Regions from separate parts of the Triticum aestivum genome. Here region 2 is linked to region 1. Evidence: chromatin contacts called from public Hi-C data. All regions are on one chromosome and are shown on one strand. The core of a region is the stretch at or near the end of the contact, and the rest is flanking DNA. Distances in the headings are between cores, read along the strand shown. Region 1 holds the start of LOC123060653 (phospho-N-acetylmuramoyl-pentapeptide-transferase homolog). Region 2 holds the start of LOC123060655 (cytochrome P450 710A1).

Region 1 (5,397 bases), core at 1,849-4,348:
AGAAGATCATGAAGATGAATTCGAAGAAGTCAACAGGGAGGTATCCATTTAGGTGACCCCTTTGCATCATACTATGGAATTCAGTTCCGATACACCATCTACCCTGACTAATGACTACACATAACATTTTTTTCCAAACTTAAAAACACTGCGTTGAACCCTTTTCAGCAAGTGGAGCATAGATGCATGAAAAGCTCCAGAACAAATTAAATGGGTACAATAGACCATTACGTGATGTCATGTATAAAATAGGTTTGTCACCCTTTATCGAAAAAATGATGACAGGAGCAAAAACTAGTATGCTATAAGGAATTAATTACGATGCGGGATTACAACTTTGAGAAAACATGTTAATAGGCAGAAATAACAAAGTACCCGAGCAAATTGGAAGAGCGGCAACAGACAATCCAACGAGTGCCAAAGCAGCAACACCACCAGCCAAACCATCAAGACCATCAACCAATGTTACTCCAGTACCCATGGAAAGAGAACATACTGTAGCCAGAACCAGATAAACTTTCCCCATGAATGCAAGACCAAATGACGGAGGCAGAGGAACAATGAATTTCCTTCATGAACAAAGTAGAATAAGTAAAGTTGAGACAGTCAACCTAAATATTAAACTGTGATATTTTTTATATCTTTTCCTGTAACGCGTGATCAGAGAATTAAGGGTCATATAATGTGCCCAGTATACCAAGATATGATGTAGGAATTTAGACATCTTCAAAGTATAATCAGGAAAGCACCATCCACTCTAAAATTAACAGGTAAACATTGGTACTAGTTACCAACGTGAGTTCAAAACCAACATTAGTTGTGTAAGTACGCACTAAGATAAAGTGACACCATTGGAGGCCGCAGCCCACAGATAAAATGATGTATGATCCTTGGGCTGTACTCTGTGACAATCCTTTAGGCAATTAAGAAAGATTTTGCTTTTCATGTTAAGAACACCAACTCAAAAACCAACCACAATCACAAGATAGCATAACTGATCAAGCACTAAATCAAACTGACCCAGCTTCAAGGCACACATCAGTTGCAATAATGCTTACATGTTGTATGGTGTTGAAATATTTGCAGAACCCAGCCAGATAAAGAAGTAGATACCAGCAGCAGTCTGCAAGGAATACGAGATTACTTCTAAGTTGCATTTACTGTAACATGTAAAGGGCACCCTATCATAATTTGACAAAAGCATCACTTACCTGAACCAAAAATCTTATCCACTGAGGTATTTTATGATTGCGATCCATGACAAGGTTTGAAATATCGTCAAGTAACCCAACTACTGCAAATATGATGGTTATTATAGCTGCTCCATTTACTCCACTTGAGTTTGAACCAACATTTCTTCTTGCAACCAAAATACCAATCGGAACGAAGAACAGTCCTCCCATTGCTGGGGTTGGTTTTCCGTTGGATGGAGATATAGGCTTCCCTCTCCTCCGGAAATGATGAATCTTCATTCTATCAGCAATGGGTGCAAAAATAAATCCAGCTAATGTGGATAGAACTGCTGATATTAAAAAAGGGCGTGTCAAATAAAATGAGTCCAGAGGTAGCCTAACAATCCACCACGAACACCAGTCGACAAACAAAAGTTGCACTGCTAGGAAAGCAATCAGCCCAACATTATTCATCAGCCCTTGTCGAGTTCTGGGAATTGATGTAAGAAACTTTAGTCAGAACTCAGAAACTAGCAAACACATTTCTAAGAGCCTATCTGTTCTTATTGGTTCGGCAGTCTTTGTGTTCAGTTGACCGTGAAGAATAAGAATTACATAACCTTTCTAGCACAATATTAATCTGGAAGGTCATCACATATGATCTTAATATATTACCATTATTACTCCACAGCTAAGTGTGTATTATTCCTGGAAAATTACACACTATACTATACAACAGCATATTCGTTAAGTGTGTGATGTTCGCTGGAAAATTACACAATATACAATACAACTCGTTGTAATACAATGCCGACACCTAGCCATATTATCATGATGGTATATGACTTATCGCTGTAGAGCTACTTGAATGAGCTACAGTTGTTTGTATTCCGCTTGTGATCTGAAAAGCTAGATAATTTACCTGCTCTTCCTTTGCCCTTTCCCAATGGTGGCGAGCCTATGGGCAGCAATGGTTATCGCACCCTCTGCCGCCTTGAAGCGCCTCTCGGTCATCATCGTTGGCAACTCAACATCCCCAATTTGAGTTAACACAACCTCATCGTCGCTCCAATCACTCTCACTTGAATACAGAACAACACCAAATGCATCATCCTCGTCGTCATGATGCACCAGCGAGAAATCCCCCAGATCCTACACCAAGTCACTGCAACTGGTAAAACAATCCAATTCGTGGTGCAGCACTGCTACCTGAATTTGAAGAAGAGAAACAGCACAGTACATCATCAAATGATGTGGGGATTTGAATGGAACCACGCCTGCGTGTGGGTCTGGATGGGATGCTTCCGAACTGGGACTCCTGAAGAAGGGTAATAGCAGCGAGATCAATTCCACCGCACGTCCATCTTGTGAATCATTTGGTGGCGTATGTTAGTTTGAACTGAAACGCGCAGCAGTATCAGCATGCGACTACCGGCTACTGCAACAACCAACGGCCTGACCATTTGGAACTAAAAATCTGAAAAATGGCAGCTGGTGGAGATCACCTGTCGCCTACGCTTCGATGAATACGGCGGCAATAACGAGGCGAAAAACAAACTCTACGAGGAATTGGGGCGGATCGAGAGATCTAGGAGCTCACCTGCACGGCGGAGGGTCGGCGGGAGGACGGCGTCGAGGAGGGGCGCACCCGCGGGAGAGGCGGCCGCCGGAGGGATCGCCGGAAGCGCGGGTGGTGGGGCGCGGGGCACGAGTAGTAGGAGCAGGAGGCGGAGGAGGAGGAAGGAGATGCCATGGCTGGTACTTCGTCGGCGGGGACGACGGGGGAAGAAGATGGCCGGAGATCGAGGGGTATTTTCTGACGGCGACCGGAGGACAGCGGCTACTGTTTTTCTTGGAATGCTTCGCTGCGAGGTGGGTGTTTGCTGGATACTTCTTTCTTGTTTTGGAGGCCTCGGCCAACCTGGGAGCAATTTTTCTCCCTTGGGGAAAGTGGTCGTCGCTTCGCACATTGACATTTGCTATGCGGTGGATCTGGACATCTGGTGCTTTGTTCAACATTTTGGTAACGTCGAAACACGCTACAAAGCGGATTTTTCTATCTATGATCATATTTTATACTCCCTCCGTAAAACATACTATAAGAGAGCGTTGCTTTTAGTAGTGATCTAAATGCTTTTATATTTCTTTACCGAGGAAGTAATGCACTGGTGATTTAGTGAAAAAAGCAAATCCACAAAGTTCTACATAATTCTAAGGGAGTTTAACTTTTTTCGAAAGGATTATAGATCTATTATTCATCTGAAATGCAGAGCATCTCAAACATAACATAAATCCAGAATCCAGAAATAAGAGACGGATGGATGCACAAGCCTTCTCAGCGATCGCGATTCTGGACCGTTGGATCTGCGCGCTTGATGCGATCCGAGCTGTCGGATCGAGCCCTGGAGTGACCTCGTCCGTCGGATAAAAAAAAGTTACTGCTGGAATGAATAGTAATGGCAACAAAATGTAAATATCATGCCCTCACCAGGGCATTTTGGTCATTTCGCGTGGTGGGCGTATAAAAGGGCTGGCTCCCCTGGTGAACCGTAGCCGCCGCCTCCTCGCGCACTCGCGCCCGCGCCCTCACCTCTCTCTCCCCATCCAAACCCTACCTCGCGCCCGCCTCCCTGCCCTGCCGCCGGCGCCGGCGCCGCCGCTCGCCCGGGCACCCATCCCCGGCCTCACGCCGCCCATCTAGAGAGATGGGGGCCGCGCGCGACGAGGCCGGCGTGCCGTCGTCTCGTCTTCTGCCGCGCCCGCCTCCCTGCCTCGCCGCTGGCCGCCGCCGCCACTGCTCGCCCGGGTACCCGGCCGCGGGTGATGTGGCCGACGTGCCGCCGTCCCGTCTTCTGCGAGGTCGAGGAGAGCCAATCCCACCTCGCCGCCATCTCCTTCATCCAGCCGGCTGCCGCCTTGGCCGACTCCTCTTCCCCTCCCGTCCTCCTCCTCTCGCGTCTCCTTCCCATCGTCAGGCCGCATACTGCTCCACCCTTCCTCCTCCCCTCCCATCGCTCCCCTCTAACGCTAGGAGTGGGTGAGGAGGCTGAGCCACTGCCCGCTGCCGGCCCGCAACACCTCCTGTTCGACCATGCCGAGGAAGCACTGGACCTTCATCCTTGCGTCTGTGCAGAGACGACCCGAGGTAAGGCGCCTTCATATTTGTTTGTTTCTTATATTGGAGATGCGGTCAGCTGATTTGGGGGGCCTTGAGGCATTCAAATGGAGCACATGTGTTCACCTTAGGTGACTTATAATCTGTAGCATATGTTGCTGCATTGGGAGATTTGGAGTACGTGCATTGAGGCTTAAATGTGCAAATGCACACTGCTGGAGCGCCCTTCAGCAACGAGGAGGCCCAATGCGACACGGCCGCCGCCTGCGTCGGTTCTCCCCAGCACGACACGGCCGCCGCGGGCATCGGTTCTCCCCAGCACAACCACTCTGAAGACGCCCAGGTGATCCATTCTCTTGCCTAGAGATGTTGTTCTTCTCTTTCAGTTATACTTTTTTTGTTTCCATTGATTTTGTGTGGAATTTATCATTGCAGGTCCACTGTAGCTGTTGTTCTCTTGTCTTCTTGCACATAGTACATCACTTGATAGTTGAGACTATACTGGTATTGGCCAATATTGCGTTAGGATAACTATATTGCATTTTGCGAAATATTAGTATGGCAGCGTCAGCTTCCTCAGTTGTTGCAAATCTTGTATTTGCGCCTTGTACTGTAACTGCAAAACTCTAGGTATCAATATTCAATATATCTTGTAAATTTTAAAGCATTTTGAAACCTTACAAATAACTAATTGAGTTGATAATAAAACAGAAGATGCATTGCCCCAATGGGATTACTACTTCTCTGAAGTGCCTAACCTACCAAATCCGCACCAGATGATAATTTAATATGCCAAAGTACATAAATTTGCCTAATTTATGTTCAGCTCATTTTCCTTGCAGCTGGTTTATGAATAATATATGAAATATGGACTACCAAAACTGTATTTGTCCGGCGTCTCAAAATTGCAACATATTGGAAATAGTCGACCTTCCTGTTATTAACTGTAACATATAACATATTAATACCTCAAACTAGGGATTGCATATGTTTGATTTTTCTTGGGCTAGAAGCCAAGAATATTGAACTTTGTTTTATGGTAGGAAATCGGATACTCTGAAGCAGTAAAACGTTTCGAGTTCGATGGTCAGCTTGGCCCATACAATTTGG
Region 2 (5,397 bases), core at 897-3,396, 140 kb before region 1:
TCATGCTTTATACCAGTCCATGTGCAGCTCCTGCGACATCCTCCGGGAGCGATGGCGGTTGCACGTCCTACATGCGGAGAGTCATGCCCTATTTACGGAGATCGAGGTCGAGGCGGCGCAGGCGATCATGGATGGGAACATTGTTGCTTACATCAGCAACTCCTCATCGGTCACGGTCACGCGCTATTCGCCCGGTGCCACAACGACCATGAGGCCGGTCCATCCACATCGACCATGGAACCTACCTCGACCTACGATGTCCACAAGGTGGACTCTGGATAGGAAGAGTAGGACATGAGACACCCATGTGGGCACCTCTCGTGTCCCATGTGGCCAGCGACCCGCAGCTTCACTTCCCGGAGCTCATGACCGTCAAGGTCACCAGACGTGGGGAAGAATAGGATGTGGAACAGGGTTGCCCCGGGGGCTGGTGAAGATTTAGACTAGGTTAAAAAAAGTCATGTCCGCTTTTGTTTAATGAAATATGTAAAAAAAATGCCATGAATTTGGTCCGGTTTTGAAAATGAAAATTGTTTGGTTTGCAAGAAATTTGTTCGAGTTCAAATCCGTTTGAAATGTGTTAGGACGTTTGACGAATACGGCTGGATGGCCGGCTCCCATATCTATGTCCGCGGATGGACAGTGGCTCTGATTTGAGGGACAATATAACACAAGGAGAGCTTTTAATCAAAATCTTATCTCCCACACGCGTAATCCCTTGTCCTTTCTTTGTCGAAACTCGGCATGCTTGGCATACTTTCACGGGTCGTCTAACATTTGGATGGATCCTCTCAGGGCTAGTTTGGTTCATATGAATATCATGGAAACAGAAAAAAGCATACGATGTGAAATTTAAAAGACTGGTTACTATTTTACATCGAAACCGCTCCATGCACGATACCTGTGCCCGACGTATGCAAGACATGTAAATCCAGCCGTCGGTGCTCTTTCAGCCACACATGTCCGGCCGGTTTTAATCATCGTGTGTGAATCGTCCGAATTTTGCCGTGTGCATGGCACGACTCATCCTACACAGGAGTAGGAATCTTGTTCCTACGACCCAAAAGACTTATGCCTCCTTTGGTTCATAGGATAGAAATTTTATAGGAATAGAAAAATCATAGAAAGTGAGATGACATGCATCTCAATTCCTATAAAGAAAGAGATGTCATTTGATGCATAGGATAGGAATTTTTTCATTAAGTCTAGACTAATGTTTTTTTTCCTCCAAAATGTGAAGGATTGAACCTATCCTACACAGGAATAGGAATCCATTCCTATAAACCAAAGGGCGTCAAAGGAATTTTTCCTTTGCAAATCCTATCCTATAGAATTCCTATAAAATTCCTACAAACCAAAGGATTAAAAAGAACTTTTCCTATAAAATTCTTATCCTTCAGAGTTTCTACACCATTCCTCGCTGTGCTTGCTGAATGATTGTAACAGGGTGTTAATTTCTTAATAAAGCTCCCATGATTCGATGCAAAAGAAGAAGAAAAAACCCAAAGGACCTACACGACGAGTAATTCAGTCTCTGGAAACATTCCGGCGGCAAAGCAGCAAGCCTCTCCCTTTTTCAAAATCCGGCGACATGCCTGCGTGCCAGTGTGCGCCGCCCCGCCCATCCCATCCCATCCCATCCCTGTCGCCACCACTCCCATGCCCTTCCCGTGCAAAACGCCATCCAGAAGCACGCGGCCACGTCCCCCGGCCTTTTCCCGTCGCGGCTTCTGCTTCCCCCGTCTGTCTGCGCGCCTCGTTTCTTCCACCCCGCGGCCGCGCGCAGCGACTGCAGGCCACCAGCCAATCCGCCCCGGCCCGTGCAGCCAGCCCAACACAACCCAGCACGGCCGCCACCACCTTTCGTTTTCCCAGCGCCACCCAGCCAGCCTTTGACCGCCGGCTCCCACTCCAACCTTCCTGCTTAAATACGCCGTCCCCGGTAGACAGACCGGTTCAATACATTTCTCGTGTTCTTTTGGTGTGCAGGCCAGGGAGAGCTCCAGCCCTGAGCTCCACGATAACCTCAGCGAGCCAGCACTGGGCGGGCGCAATGGCGGAGCTGCTGCGAGCGGCCGGTTTCTTTGACCTGCGCGGCGCGGCGCCGTTCGTCGTGGCAGCGGCGGTGGCGATGTACTTCTTGGTCGAGCAGCTGTCCTACCTCCGCAAGAAGGGCCCGCTGCCCGGCCCGTCGCTCGTCGTGCCGTTCCTCGGCAGCGCCGTGCGCATGATCCGCGACCCCACGGGGTTCTGGGACGCGCAGGCGGCGCGGGCCAGGGAGTCCGGCGCCGGCCTCGCCGCGGACTTCCTGTTCGGCCGCTTCATCGTCTTCGTCCGCGACTCGGAGTTGTCCCACCGCGTCTTCGCCAACGTCCGCCCCGACGCCTTCCACCTCATCGGCCACCCCTTCGGCAAGCGCCTCTTCGGCGACCACAACCTCATCTACATGTTCGGCGAGGACCACAAGGACCTGCGCCGCCGGATCACGCCCAACTTCACGCCGCGCGCGCTCTCCACCTACGCCGCCATCCAGCAGCGCGTCATCCTGGCCCACCTCCGGCGGTGGCTCGACCAGAGCGCCGCCACCGGCGAGGCCATGCCGATTCGGGTGCCCTGCCGCGACATGAACCTGGAGACGTCGCAGACGGTGTTCGTCGGCTCCTACCTCTCCGAGAAGGCCAGGGAGCGGTTCGCCAAGGACTACGCCCTCTTCAACCTCGGCCTCATGTCCGTCCCCGTCGACCTGCCCGGGTTCGCGTTCCGGCGCGCGAGGCTGGCCGTGGCGCGGCTCGTGCGCACGCTCGGGGAGTGCGCGCGGAAGAGCAAGGCGCGCATGCGCGCCGGCGGCGAGCCGGAGTGCCTGGTGGACTACTGGATGCAGGAGACGCTGCGGGAGATGGACGAGGCCGCGGCGGCGGGGCGGCCGCCGCCGGCGCACACCGGCGACGAGGAGTTCGGGGGCTTCCTCTTCGATTTCCTGTTCGCCGCCCAGGACGCGTCCACGTCCTCGCTCTGCTGGGCGGTCTCCGCGCTCGACTCCCACCCGGACGTGCTCGCCCGCGTGCGCGCCGAGGTGGCCGCGGCCTGGTCGCCGGAGTCGGGCAAGCCGATCACCGCCGAGAAGATCCAGGGGATGAGGTACACCCAGGCGGTGGCGCGGGAGGTGGTCCGGCACCGGCCGCCGGCGACGCTGGTGCCTCACGTCGCCGGCGAGGCGTTCCAGCTGACGGAGTGGTACGCGGTGCCCAAGGGGGCCATGGTGTTCCCGTCGGTGTACGAGTCGTCGTTCCAGGGGTTCGCCTCGCCGGACGCGTTCGACCCGGAGCGCTTCTTCTCGGAGGCGCGCCGGGAGGACGTGGCGTGCAAGCGCAACTTCCTGGCCTTCGGCGCCGGCGCGCACCAGTGCGTCGGCCAGCGGTACGCGCTGAACCACCTCGTGCTCTTCCTGGCGCTCTTCGTGTCCGTCGCCGACTTCCGGCGGGACGGCACGCCGGGGTGCGACGAGCCGGTGTACATGCCGACCATCGTGCCCAGGGACGGCTGCGCCGTGTACATGGAGCAGCGCTGCCGCACGTTCCCATCCTTCTGAGCTGGTCCGTCTTGGGTCCGTCCTCTTGTCCCCTTCGCCCTCTGCTCTCGCCCCTTCCTCTTTCATGTCGATGTGATGAGTTGTTGTCCAGCGCGGGTTGGTCCATTCATCAGTTTATTGTTTTGTTTGTCATTGGTTTGCTGCTGGCCGGCGGGCCGCATGCGTCATGTGCTGATTTTATTGGGGTTAAATTGGCCATGTCTGAAATCTGAAATGGAATTGCACGATTTGACTATTTTGCTTGACTGTTTCTAGTCTTGGTCTCCTGTTTGGATAACTCATCGGTACGACCAGTCTAAGCTTAGGTCACTTCGGTTTGCATTTTTGTTGTTGATGAATACACAGTAACAGCATGAGCATCCTGCGAATTAACCTGTGGTTGAGTTGGTTAGGTGGACAGTGATATCCCTAACCCACCAGGGTTCAAATCCTGGTGCTCCCATTATTTCTGGATTTATTTCGGGATTTCCGGCGATACATTTTTAGTGGGAAGTTGACCAACATGACATGCCATCAAAGAATAAAGAAAATCTAAAATAAATTTGTAAAATACGATCACTTATGACAAGTCTATAACTTGAACTCGGATGATTAGGTTCCACCACAAAAAATTCTTACCATTTAAGTTAAACTCAGTCGCTTTGTTTGCATATAATTGAGATGTACAAAAGCAATTTTTTGATATAAATTATTTCGTCCAACCGATGGGAAACGCGTGAACTTTCTTATGCACGAGTATCTTGGAAACTATTGTAATAGGGGCCGACCCTATGATGGGCAACGTCTTCTAATATCATATATATGCATGTTCCCTAAATATATACGCATGTGCGTTGCGCTGCAAGATTTTCTGCCAACTTGTATAATCTAACTACTCCAAAATGTATTAACTATTTTCTAAGAGCATGCAAGAGGATTGTGTGCCATTGTATTAAGTGGGAGAGAACGGTTTAGTTACAAGAAACACTCAACTAGCCACAAACGGTCATCGTAGCCATCTAATAGCATGCTAAGGAATAACTCGCTAAATAATTTTGTGTACAATACCTCACCAATAGCACGTTAATAGTAGATTTTAAGGACGGCACTTTTTTGCCACAATGCGTTTTTCTTTCCACCGAGCTTTACACACAACCAACACCCCGGACTACTCTCTACACATCCTATCCACACGCACAAGCTTCCAAAGCGCAAATTCTGCTTACGTCTAACTCCAAATGTACGTCCCTGCGGAGGCATTGTTGTCAAGCACTGTCTTGTTACATTCTAGCCAGATGATGAGCAAGTTAATCTCAGTAAATTGGTTTTCTGGGTTAGTTGCGAAGATGGTGTGCCACCAATCACATAATGTGACGAGGTGTAAGTGCATCTAGTGCCAACCCTAGTTGGTTTTGGAGTATTGACGACAAACCTAGTTGAGGGACTAATGTATTTGTGAGAATTGCAGGATAACACAGGTAGAAGTCCCTCATCGATTCGGTTTTCCTACCAGAGATGACCCCTAAAAATGTATGAAGACATTGATGTCAAAGGTGGTATATGAAGATATTCACATTAAAGACTATGACAAGAGAAGACACCGCATGAAGCCTATGGAGCTCGAAGACTTAGATCTTTCGTAGTTCTTTTTCTTCTGTGTTGAGTCATAGAAACCACCGTACTGTTAAGTGGGGTCCAAGAGAACCAGTCAGAATGACTGAAATGATGCTTAAACAAAACATATGCCTTCGAGTGAAGACTATGAGAGCGAATCTTGTCCAGAGTCGGACAAGTCAGCTTTGCTTATAGCCCAAGTAAAGTTGCCGTGT

What was found. Hi-C and Micro-C count contacts between places; a contact is called where the count stands out from the background.
Region 2: a Hi-C map of leaf shows a contact between it and region 1, with 4 times the contacts expected there. The contact joins the promoter of LOC123060655 here to the promoter of LOC123060653 in region 1. A contact is called at or near these places in 2 of 5 Hi-C or Micro-C datasets (both in leaf) and 1 of 1 datasets of contacts at active chromatin or transcription factors (leaf).

The regions. Positions count from the first base shown.
Region 1 is chr3A:128,226,901-128,232,297 of IWGSC CS RefSeq v2.1, reverse strand. LOC123060653 (phospho-N-acetylmuramoyl-pentapeptide-transferase homolog) reads right to left here and starts at 3,098. Exons shown (of 8, transcript XM_044483451.1): 1 at 2,773-3,098; 2 at 2,413-2,490; 3 at 2,095-2,324; 4 at 1,212-1,662; 5 at 1,059-1,123; 6 at 376-569. The coding sequence starts at 2,925. It overlaps LOC123060654 (a long non-coding RNA gene), which reads left to right and starts at 3,724. Exons shown (of 6, transcript XR_006428080.1): 1 at 3,724-4,317; 2 at 4,437-4,630; 3 at 5,331-5,397.
Region 2 is chr3A:128,364,242-128,369,638 of IWGSC CS RefSeq v2.1, reverse strand. It overlaps LOC123060655 (cytochrome P450 710A1), which reads left to right and starts at 2,146. Exons shown (of 1, transcript XM_044483455.1): 1 at 2,146-3,961. The coding sequence starts at 2,146. The coding sequence ends at 3,589.